3 separate regions of the Mus musculus genome follow, and regions 2 and 3 are each linked to region 1. A link is a contact called in public promoter capture Hi-C data. All regions are on one chromosome and are shown on one strand. Each heading gives the region's core, a stretch centred on a gene start, on an enhancer-like site or on the middle of the called end of the contact. The rest is flanking DNA. Distances are from core to core; before and after follow the strand shown. Region 1 overlaps Cdkl3 (cyclin-dependent kinase-like 3). Region 2 has its middle 38 kb from the start of Sar1b. Region 3 overlaps Jade2 (jade family PHD finger 2).

Region 1 (3,764 bases), core at 891-3,390:
AACATAGCTACAAAAAACTGCCTTTTTCGGTATTTGCCCTGTATCTTTTTAAACAGATGTTTTACTCTGTGGCAGCAGTTATCAATTCCTTACATTTTATATTTATACCTTAGCTAGTAGTAAAATTTTTATCCCTTTTATCTTTTTGTTATTTTGTGATTGTGTGTGTGTGTGTGTGTGTGTGTGTGTGTGTGTATGTGTGTATGCATGTGCACATGTCCCCCATATGTATGTGAAGGTCAGCAGACAACTTTTGGGAGTCCGTTCTCTCCTCCCACCAGATGGCTCCCAGGAATCAAACTCAGAATTTGAGTGCCTTTATCTGCTTAAACAACTTGTCAGCTCTGGGTAATTTTTAAAAACTTACTGACACACTGTTTTGTGTGGCCCATTCGCTTTCTATATCCTTTCTGTGGGAAGTGCTGATGGTGAATATGGCTGTCAATCTGACTTGTTGGAGAGGACTGGTGTGCAGCTGGTGCTATAAGAAGACCGACCATGAACTCAGGTGCTATCCAATAGGCAGGGGACAGACAAAGCAAAAAGGAGGCAGAAGTGGGAAGCAGGCAATTACATGCTTGACTCTTGCTGAGTGGAGGTGAATTTTGCCGTTTCTTTCTAATGTGAACATTGGATGCTTCAGCCTCTAAGGACAGATTTGCACCAGTGGCTCCTCAGGGACTGTCGGGCGTTTGCCCCAGACCGTGGCACACCGTGTCTCTTGTGCTGAGGTTTCCATCTTCTCAGACCGAGAGCCACCTTGGCTCTCTAGTGTGCAGATGGCCTCAGTGCACCCATCAGCCTCTGACGATGTTAGTGAACCTCATAAGCCTACTCTTGGATCATCCTATCATCCTATTTGTTCTGCTTATCTGCGGACCTCTGACTAATACAATAACTGATCATGATCATGTAGATGGTTATCTCACATAAACAACATTTAACAGAAGGCAATTCAAGGCTGGTTTGGTTGAGAACAAACATAAATTAAGAGGTATCTTGTGTCACAAAACAGGATGTGAAACAGTTAAAAACATTAAAAATGAGATCTGGAAGGGAAAAAGAAGACTAGGAGGGCTATACATTCTTAAATGTGAAAAGCTTAGTATCATTTTCAAGAACCAGAATGTTATAGCAAGAATAAATTAAGTAGGCCTGCTTTTTAAACGGTTATCAGACACAATACTCGGAGACTGAAAAGTATCAACTCCATGCCAAGTTTCCAGCTGGGAGAACCATGGGACTGAGATGAGAGGTGTCTTCAAAGGCGGGGCCACTGTGGACCCTGAGCTAGTCAAGCAGTTTGGAGACAACCTGATCACCTCTCACAGCCAGTCCCCTGACTGGACAAGCAGCAAATGATCACCTCTCTGTCTGACCAGAGGGAACACGCACAGGGGGAGAGGGAGCACGCACAGCGGGTATAGACTTCTCACAGGTACACCCATGATACAAATGACCAGGCAAAAACAGTCTCAAGAAAGATTCCCTAAGTCTTCACCCAGGTCCTGCCACACTACCTGCCCACAGCAGCGATCCTCCTTGGGCTGCTCCCCACCCATTCCCAGGAGTCAGTCTCGTTTTCCTTAATAATTCTATGTTCACTCTGTTCATTCTTGTTTGCTTTCCTTATTATTCTTGGGTACAACACAAAACACCCAGAAGACAGAAATGGGGGCCTCTTTGGTGACCAGTGCTTGCCCAGCATCCAAGCTCCGGGGTTAAGCTGACTAAACTGAGACAGGCCCTTTATTACACACAAGGGATCCACATCAGTTTCACTTTTAAAAACAGGAAGAGCTGGAGGGAAACCATGGTTAGGATAAAGCCGTCCTGTTTAGACCTGTATGTCTGCTCTCAGGAGGTCATCTGGGATGTGGGGACCATGCTAAGCTGCTTGCATGGGAACAGGAAGAACAAAGAACTGAAACCCTGTGCTCCAGGATGCGGACAGGGAAGCAGGTGGGAAGGTGATTTAGCAGAGGAGCAGAGGGGCACTTGGAGGTGAGAAAAGAAAGAAGACATGTGACAAAAAAAAAGATGAGAGTGGTTCCAGAAAGGGACGGTGATTCACAGTGTCAAACCTTACACAAAGGTCACAAAGGGAGGGGGGGAGACTGAAGAAAGCCACAGAGCTGACTGATTTAGGAGATGGGTGGAGCCCAGCCAGAGCAGGCTTTCAGGACTGCTGAATCAGGAGCCAGGCCTAGTTAGTTAACAGGCCAAATTTCACTTTACTAATTAATGCAGTAGGGCATGCCTTCTCCTCTCTACCACATCCTCTGTCTCCTTTTGAAAGGAAGTGGGTCCCACAGTTATACTCGTGCGCTACCAATTATCACCTTTTCTGTTTGTGACAACTGAGGGCAAAGGACTGTAGCCAGGACTTCTGCCTCATCCTATGAATATCTACAAGGCAGATTTCAAAACCCAGACCCCGATTACTGATTCATCTGCAGTGCACAGCATGCTTGAAGGAAAGAGATGGTGGCCAGACTCAGTGGCAGCAATCCGGTTAGCAGAGGCTGCCTGCTGAGAAGTTATGTGACCCATCCCTGGCTCATACTTCTTCCAAGGCCACAGTGGCAGCCTAGTGATCTTGCATTTGAAAGTCTCCTCAAAAAAAGAACTCTCATTTTAAAAGTGACAACCACTGAAAAGTCTGGAGATGCCCAAAGTAAGAGGTATGCTTTTAGATCACCTTAAGGACTCAATGAGCAGGGTGGTGGTGCACACCTTTAGTCCCAGTACTCTGGAGGCACAGGCAGGTGGACTCTGTGAGTTCTCGTGCATCTCAGTCTACAGAGTGAGGTTCAGGCCAGCTAGGGGAGACTCTGTAAAACAAGCAAAGAAACAAGAAAATAACAAGAACTCCATGAATGTGCAAAAATTCTGAAGAAAAGACCCAAAACATTGTAAACTCGGGGAAAAAAAGAAGGAAAAGAAAACCAAACCTCTGGCCTATGGTCTTAATGGATGACTGCAGCAGTAATACGGCTCTGTGAGAGGGGGAGCACTAGAGGGCCACTGTGTCTCTACACCGACTTTCTTCCCAAGAGCAGCAGCAGACACACATGTTTATCTTTAGGGTTATTTTATTTCTTATGAATATGTGTGTTTTACCTCTGTACCATGCCTATGCCTGGTGCTGGCAAAGAACAGGAGAGAGTGTTGGATCCCCTGAAACTGGAGTTACAGATGGTTGTGAGACACCGTGTCGGTTCTGGGAATCAAACACAGATCTTCTGAAAGAACAGTCAGTGCTCTTAATCTCCAAAATATCTCTCCAACCATGTCTTTTTTACATTCTAAATTCATACACTCATGGTAGCTCAGACCTTCCGGTGAGGTAGGGGGATAATGAGTTAGAGGCCAGCCTGGGCTACACAACAAGATTGAAGTCAGCCTGGGTTACATTACACAAGACTCTGAAAACAAAATTAACCAACGAAACAAACACACAAAGACCCTCTGAATACAAAGTCTCTTCTCATTTCTAGTAAAACATCTTGTGCACACAGAGCAGACACTGGGTTGTTATCACCTGTCCCAGCTTCATGTCTAAAGCAAATGCAACTCCTCAACACGCCACAGGGCAGAGGGCACGTCCATGCTGAATTTATTCCCAAAGTAAAGAAGTCACAATGTGCTCTGACAACTTACACATTAGAGCAAAACCAAGAAGCACAGCTCGCCTTCCCCAAAGGTATTCTACAGGCCTACAGATAACTGAACTTGATCAGGACAAAGCTACTACGTCTTTG
Region 2 (3,764 bases), core at 870-3,369, 250 kb after region 1:
CGGAGACTCCTCCGTGTAAGACGCTGCGGGTCCCGGTCCCCAGTTATTTCTAATTGGTAAATAAAGTTGCCGGTGACTAGTAGGCAGGGAGACGGAGGCAAGACTTTAGATTTCCCGGGCAAGGGAAGCCAGGGAAGAAGGATTTAATACCACCATGCCGGGGAAGCAGAAGGGTCAAGTCTGAGAAGTACGGGACAGAGAGACAGCCAACATGTAAGAGTCAGGGATTGTGGTCAGGAGGACTGTAGACTGGGCAGTCAGGATGCAATATAGGTTTTAGTAAGTAATAACTCGGGAATATTGGAGGGAAGGGTGTGCTAGCAGCATGGGGATTTGGGAGTGGTCCTGCCATTGAGCTTCGTAGGGTGTATTAAACATAAGACTCTGTGTGTGTGTGTGTGTGTGTGTGTGTGTGTGTGTGTGTGTGTTTCATTCGAGAATCCACAACACTGGGGTGGTAGCGAGGAACTCACGCTGTCACGGCTGGCAAGTAGAGCAGATTAATCAATTACTGTTAGGGGAGAGAACTCCCGAAAGCTGTCCTTTGCTCTCCACATGTATGCAGGAGCACATGTGTGTACGTGCACAGACACATAAATAGTAAGATAAAATGAGCGGGTTGAAAGCTGGGAGAGGCCGTCCTGGAATCCTGCCTCCTCCTTCATCCAAGCCTCTCGCTCTGTCTTCTCCACTCTAACATATTCCCTGCCCGCTGTCTGTGTCATCATGTACTAGGCTCTGCCAGCCCCCAGACTGCAGTGTGTCCTCCTGTCTCTGCTGGTCTGCCTGGAATGTCCCATCTTCCCCACGTTGCACTTACCCATCTTATGCTCCGCAGGATTCAGCTCTGCAGCCCTTTCTGGAAATCTTCATCATGTTAGGGAATCTTCTTGTTTGGCCTTGCATCATGTGTGTCAAGTGTCTGCCTGTCTCATGTATCCCAGACTGGCCTGAAACTATCTAAGCCAGACTTAAAAACCCCTGATCCTCCTGCCTCCATCTCCCAGGCTCAGGGATTTTAAGTGTCCACCAGCAAGCCTGGTTTATCTTCAAGGTTTTTGCTTTATTTTGTTTTTTTTTTTTAACTTTAAAATTTTATTTATTTATTTAAAATACACTGCCACTGTCTTCAGACACACCAGAAGAGGGCATCAGAGCCCATTACAGAATGGTTGTAACCACCGCCACTGTGGCTCTGAGATGCTGTGCCACTGTGCTGTGCTGTGCTGAGCTGAGCTAGGAGCAAGGTGCAGGAGAGCTTTGAGAGCGCATTCTCTTCCTAGGAAGTGTTACAGCTCTTACGTGACAGATGCTTTCAGGCGATGAAGTCATTCTCACACACACCTTTGTTCCTTCCGGATAGGATCTTACATAGAGTTTTGGGGTGGAGGGGTCTGACAGCAGGCGCTTCCTATTTGCTGGGTCTGAAATGTTAGGGATGCCTCATCTACATGTGGAAGATCTTGGGGGCGCTCCCCCTACATGACTGATGGCCACAACTCTCTCTATGGGAGGCTGTGACTACATGACAGGGGCCTGGTGTCGGGAGCAGGTAAAGCTCCTTTTGGGTCCCTGGGGCTTCCTCTCACGGGCCACCACCCACCACCGGCCCACAGATCAACAGTGAGTAGGTGTCCGGTCCTGGTTTTGCCCAGAGCAATACAAAAAGATGATTACATAGCAGGCTGCCCAGGCCCCAGGTAATCAGGACTGAGGTGAGGGCCAGCTAATCCAAGAGGAATTTCATGGCCACCTGACTGGCAGATGATCCGAGGGGCGTGTCGATTCTCGACTTGTCCTCAAATAGAAGCTGGGGTGGAGAGAAACTCTAAGAGTGTTCTCTAAATAACTTCATGCCCTGCCATCTGCTGCCAGACAGTCGGGAAGGAAAGCAGCCCCAGCAGGCTTCCTTCAGAAGCCATTGAGCTGAGGGAGTGTCAGGGCTTTTATCTGCAGGAGAGTGCCCGTTACACTGGCTTACTGAGGGTCCCTGTGCCCCTCTCCACACTGAAGACCCTAGACAGGAGGGAAGTCAAAGTGCTTTTCTCTAGCCTGCAGCCAACCGGGTCTGGCTTCCTAATCAGAAAGTGAAACCAGAAACCAGCTCAAACTTAAGGCCTGGTTGGGTGCAAAGAAACCCAAGACCTAGATGAGACCAAAAAGGTGATGTCAGTACTTGGCCATATTAGCATCCTCTTAGCTTTCTGTGATGTGCCAGAGGAAATGGAGCTACAATCCCACTGAATTTCATATTAAATGTTTCTCTCTCTCTCTCTCCTTCCTTTTTTTTTTTTTTTTTTTTTTTTTTTTTTGGTTTTTCGAGACAGGGTTCCTCTGTATAGCCCTGGCTGTCCTGGAACTCACTTTGTAGACCAGGCTGGCCTCAAACTCAGAAATCCATCTGCCTCTGCCTCCCGAGTGCTGGGATTAAAGGCTGTGCCACCATGCCTGACTCCTTTCTTTCTTTTTTTTTTTTTTTAAGAATTATTTATTTTATATATATGAGTACACTGTTGCTGTATTCAGACACACCAGAAGAGGGCATCAGATTTCATTACAGATGGTTGTGAGCCACCATGTGGTTGCTGGGAACTGAACTCTGGAAGAGCAATCAGTGCTCTTAACCACTGAGCCATCTCTCTAGCCCCTCCCTTCCTTCTTTCCTTCTTTCCTTCTTTCCTTCCTTCCTTCCTTCCTTCCTTCCTTCCTTCCTTCCTTCCTTCCTTCCTTCCTTCCTTCCTTCTTTCCTTCCTTCCTTCCTTCCTTCCTTCCTTCCTTCCTTCCTTCCTTCCTCCCTCCCCCCTCTCTCTTTCTCTCTCTTTCTCCCCCCACCCCCCAAATTTTGGTTTATTGAGACAGGGTTTCTCTGTGTAGCCCTCCCTGGCTGTCCTGAAACCCACTCTGTAGACCAGGCTGGCCTTGAAAGCAGAGATCTACCTGCCTCTGCCTCCTGAGTGCCGGGATAAAAGGCGTGCGCCACCACAGATCAGCTTTATTAAACTTTCTTTAGCTCATGAAAGCAGTCACTAGAGCTCAGTGGGTAAAACACTTGGCATGCGAGCACGGGGAGCTGAGGGGAATCTCCTAAGACCAGACACAGTAACAGCACACTTCTGTAAAGTCAGGATTCCTGCACAGGTGGGAGAATCGCTGAGAGCTGGAGGGCCAGCTAGCCCGGTGTACACAGTGGTGAATAAGAAACCCTGCCTCATAGGGATGAACAGTGAGGCCCAGCATCCCAGCTGTTGACTTCTGTGTGTGTGCTCTGGTGTGTAGTCCTTCCCTCCTCCCTCCCCCCACCACAGGAAAGCAGTAAACAAGCTGAGGCTATGCTCAGTAGTAGAGCACTTACCCAGCATGCAAAAGGTCCTAGGTTCGATCCCCAGCACCGTAAAACAAAAACTGTAAACAGTACCAATCCCTTTATCCCACAGGCTTCTCTCATCTCCACTGGAAGCTTTGAGTCACTCTTTCTCCTTTCTATTACTGACAACTGTGTAAACATACTGCAAGCTTACTTTTCAAAATTGCTCTTTTGAACGTTTTACTTGTCATTTTTATGTACATAGGTGTTTTGCCTGCAAGCATGTCTGTGCTTCACATGCATGCCTGTGCCTGTGGAGGCCAGACGCAGGCATCAGACTCACCTGGGACTGGAGATACAGGCAGTTCTGAGCTGCCACTTGATGCTGGGAATTGAACTCTGGTCCTTTAGAAGAACAGCCAGGTGCCTGTAACTGCTGAACCATCTCTCTAGCCCAGCA
Region 3 (3,764 bases), core at 807-3,306, 230 kb after region 1:
CCCAACCCGAGATGACTTCATCTTAGCTACTTTTATCTTCTGAGACCTTATGTCCCATTCTGAGGTTCCCAGCAGGAAATCTTGCGGATTTCCACCCATGTAGAGGCCATCGAGGCCCTGGAAGGTGTAAGTTTGCCAGGAAGTGGTCTGATTTGCATTTCAAGAGCATTGCTGAGGGATTGTTTTACTGTCCCTGTGAAAGGATGGGGGATGGGGAAGGGTGGAACCAGGCTGTGAAGAGAGCTGGTATCTGCCACAAGGAGAGACTGGTGCAAATGTACTGATAGGTCAGTTGTGGGTGTGGACCAAGAGAACAGGTAGTGGGGATGAGTCCAGTTTTCAGCCATAAGTCTTCTACAACTCCCCTTTGCCCGGAGGGTGCACCCCCAGGGCCTGCTTACACCCCCCCCCACCCCTGCTGGTTTTGCCTCTCCTTTCTTTTTCCAGTACACTGTCACCACCTCCTGCTGGGCTAGGGTGTCCCGGTTTAGGCCATCTGCTCCAGGGAGTTCTTCCTGCCTTGCTGGGTGGCAGGCAATAGGAAGAAAGAGATGCTGGCCCCTATACAAATTTATTCCAGAATGGAGGAAGGCACAGAGCCAGGCTAAAGTGCAGGAGGAGAGGGGTGTGAAGAAGAGGTTGATTGGAAAGTGGGTCATGGTAAGAGGTGCACAGGCTGCTACCAGTGGTTCAAACCCAGGGCTGTCCCTGGAGGAAGAGGCTGGACATGGGAATTGATAAAGCTGGAGTCAGCAATGAGTGAACCCTGACGGCCTGGTGTTGCCAGTGCAGGTGAGGAGTACACACACACACACACACGCATGGAATGTCACAGCAGAGTACATGTCACACGGGATGTCATGGCAGAGTCCATATTGAATCCCTCCTGTGATGCTGTCCGCCGCACTGGACCTCCTAGGATCTCCTTCTCAAGTAGTCTCAGAAGGGAAAGGAAGGTCACACCTGATAAAGATCTGCTCATACTACCTCGAGCTAGGAAGGCCGGAGTCATAGGAAGGAGAGGCAGAGGTTCAACTCAGAAATCTGCCTGCCTCTGCCTGCCAAGTGCTGGGATTAAAGGCGTGCGCCACCACACCTGGCTGGAAGGAGAAGCTCTTAATTAAAGGTAACTCAGGCAGCTAAGTAAGACCTGAAGACCACCTGGCAACTGTGTAAAGGGAGGCCTGAGTGGGAATAGGATCCAGGCTGAGCAGCTATGGTCAGTAACTGTCCCTGTTTCTGGAAAACTCCACATGAGCCCAAAGGTGATACCAGATGGAGGGAGCGTCTCCAGGGCTGAAGCCTGGAAGTATGTGAGAGAGCAGTCCTTAGGGGATAGAGGAACCCTGAACAGGCAGTGACAGGTCCACTTCATATCCTGCCAGCCAACCTGAAGAATGTGTGCCCGTCCTCTGGGCTAAGCCAGATGACTTCAAAGCCTACTGTAGGGACTCTAACCAGCTGGCCCAAGGGAGTCAGGGGCTGCTGTCCTTTATAAAGTCAGGCATCATGTTGCTGTGGATATGGGAGCATTGGCCCAGGGGGCAAGGCCCTGGCTCAGGTCCCGGGATAGCAGGTAGACTTGGAAAAGCTATTTTGCCAGATTGTGTTCATTTGAAAGTACAGTGATACCTGTGCCTTGGGACATGCCTGCGTTTTGCCATGATGGTTGTATCTGCTGCAGAGTTGCTTTGCTGGGAAAGGCGGGTGTTAGGCAGGAAGAGAGGGTTGCCAGCTCGAGACCAGATACTCCCTGCATGCTCAGGGTTTCGGGGTGAATTCTCAATTGTCTTAAGGCAGAGGGGAGGCAGCAGCAGTGGCTGGTGTTCAAAACACTGCTTTTTTTCCCAGCGGCGAGGCCCCTTGAGATGGCCAGCAGTAGGTGAGGTGAGAAATCTCTCCTGTGTCCCTTCAGGTAAGGAACCTGTGCTACATGGTGACAAGACGGGAGAGAACGAAACACACCATCTGTAAACTTCAGGAGCAGATATTCCATCTACAGATGAAACTTATTGAGCAAGACCTTTGCAGAGGTAGGCACGGCGCCCCCTGCTGGGAAGATGTGTCTATGCGGCCTGGAAGGGCCTGGGACCAGAACCCTTCAGTCAGGTTCCTTCTCACGGACATAACAGATCCACGTGGGAACCAGTGAAGGCCGTGGTTGTGCTGATAGGCGAGAAAACAGAGTTTGGACTGTGGCTTTCAAGCCTCTACCCTCAGGGGCATCACTGGGATAGCCCAGTTCCATCCACAGTGGCTTAGCTTGCACAAGGACAGGTGCAGACCACAGTCTTCCTGACTCTGCTGGGCTCAAGACAGGTCAGAGCTGGCCAGCTCCCCTGAACCCTGGTAAGCGTAGGGTTCAGTCTTCAGGAAGGCAGCTGTGTGGAGATGTGGCTGTGTCGCCCTCTCTGTGGTGTCATGTGATGAAACTCAGGCTCTGATCAGATGTGTCTTCTATCCTTTAGGTATAACATGCATTTAGCAGATCGAGAAACCAGGAGCAAAGGTGTTGACATTGGCTTAATTGGATAGTTATGGAGTCTGGACATGTGAAGGGAAGATAAGCTTAACACGCACCCCCCCACACAGGAACATTATTTACACTCAGACGTTGAACATACACAGCAGAAGGCAGCTAGGTAGAGAGAGCTTTGGAGATATGCCTGCCGCTACCGACTCAGCTTGTGGGTCATTCTGGGACGTGAGAAGAGGAGGGAGTGCTGCTGCGAGTCTTCAGAGGGAATGGTTGCCCCTTTTCTGCCCGTAGCTGAGTTGCTCCATTTACCCTTTGGGATCGCCAGCATTCATCAAAGCCAAGTGTGGCAGTACATACCTGTAGAGGAGGGGGTCTGGAGGTTCAGGGATTTAGTACTGGCTGCTCCTCCAGTGGCTATGGCTTCAATTGCTGGCACCCATGTGGTAGCTCACAACTGTCTATACCTCCAGTTCCAGGGCATCCAGCGCCCTCTTGTGGCCTCTGAGGAACTGGGAATGTAGCTTACTTTATAGGGCATGAAGCCTCCCTGGGTTTGATCCCCAGCACTGGCTAAAACCAGATGGTGCAAACACACATCTAATTCTAACCCTTGGGAGGTAGAGGCAGGAAGATCAAGAATTCCAGGTTATGCACTGCTACTTAGAGAGTTCGAGACCATCCTGGACTATGTAAGAACCACTTTCTTACACATAGTTAGTTTACATAGGTGTTGTCTGCATATTTGTACATGTGATACATGTGTCCCTGGTGTCTGCCTATGAAGGTCAGATCCCCTGGGACTGGAGTTACAGATGGTCACGTGCCACCGTGCAGGTGCTGGGAGTCAAACCCAGCGTAATCAAAGGGGACAAAAAGAGAGAAGAAAATGACTGTTGCTAATGACAGAGGTCAGCGTAGGTCACGGCCCCATGGAACTGACAGTCATGAAGCCTACCCAAGTCCAGAAGAGAGGAAAGTGGGGTCCCAGGCTGTGCAGTCAATCATGGCACACGGGGTGGAAGCGATGAGGGGAACTCTACTGTACTTAGAGACCACACACAAGTGTCAGTGTTCAAGGAGGCTGAGGGCAGCACGGTAGGAATAGCACCTTCTGTCATGGTCTCCTATACACCAGAGGGTCTGCACCCTAACCTAGAGTCTGAGGACCCTTCAAGCTCCTTGTGAGTAGGAACCATTGTTAAGAGCATTGCATTGCCAATGCCTAAAGTTGATGCACATGGAGGAGAGAGGGGCTTAAGGAGGCTGTAGGGTAACCAGGGTGAGA

What was found. Promoter capture Hi-C pulls out the DNA fragments that hold promoters and counts their contacts.
Region 2: a promoter capture Hi-C map of hematopoietic stem and progenitor cells shows a contact between it and region 1. The contact joins two enhancer-like sites. A contact is called at or near these places in 3 of 39 promoter capture datasets (the C10 cell line, the HPC-7 cell line and hematopoietic stem and progenitor cells), 1 of 484 Hi-C or Micro-C datasets (bone marrow-derived macrophages) and 2 of 9 other capture datasets (adipose tissue and liver).
Region 3: a contact with region 1 is called in a promoter capture Hi-C map of embryonic stem cells, with 4 times the contacts expected there. The contact joins two enhancer-like sites. A contact is called at or near these places in 12 of 39 promoter capture datasets (the C10 cell line, the HPC-7 cell line, cranial neural crest and 6 more), 3 of 15 datasets of contacts at CTCF or cohesin (CD8 T cells, large pre-B cells and pro-B cells), 13 of 484 Hi-C or Micro-C datasets (B cells, the C10 cell line, ECoMG myeloid progenitors and 9 more), 3 of 115 datasets of contacts at active chromatin or transcription factors (T-cell acute lymphoblastic leukemia, large pre-B cells and regulatory T cells) and 4 of 9 other capture datasets (adipose tissue, embryonic stem cells, liver and 1 more).

Annotation. Positions count from the first base shown.
Region 1 is chr11:52,045,002-52,048,765 of GRCm38.p6, reverse strand. The region is part of intron 13 of Cdkl3 (cyclin-dependent kinase-like 3); the gene reads right to left. Among named protein-coding and RNA genes, the nearest start is that of Cdkl3, 43 kb to the right of the region's middle. Within about 2 kb of position 2,140, at least 126 of the 459 cell types and tissues checked have an H3K27ac peak or open chromatin away from gene starts, as enhancers often do. A contact at or near this core is called in the HL-1 cell line, bone marrow-derived macrophages, embryonic stem cells and 3 more, where this site is marked.
Region 2 is chr11:51,799,281-51,803,044 of GRCm38.p6, reverse strand. No RefSeq gene overlaps it. Among named protein-coding and RNA genes, the nearest start is that of Sar1b, 38 kb to the right of the region's middle. Within about 2 kb of position 2,119, at least 76 of the 459 cell types and tissues checked have an H3K27ac peak or open chromatin away from gene starts, as enhancers often do. A contact at or near this core is called in bone marrow-derived macrophages and hematopoietic stem and progenitor cells, where this site is marked.
Region 3 is chr11:51,819,348-51,823,111 of GRCm38.p6, reverse strand. Jade2 (jade family PHD finger 2) reads left to right here. Exons shown (of 13, transcript NM_001357588.2): 11 at 1,916-2,033. Among named protein-coding and RNA genes, the nearest start is that of Gm30110, 34 kb to the left of the region's middle. Within about 2 kb of position 2,056, at least 33 of the 459 cell types and tissues checked have an H3K27ac peak or open chromatin away from gene starts, as enhancers often do. A contact at or near this core is called in the HL-1 cell line, embryonic stem cells, group 2 innate lymphoid cells and 1 more, where this site is marked.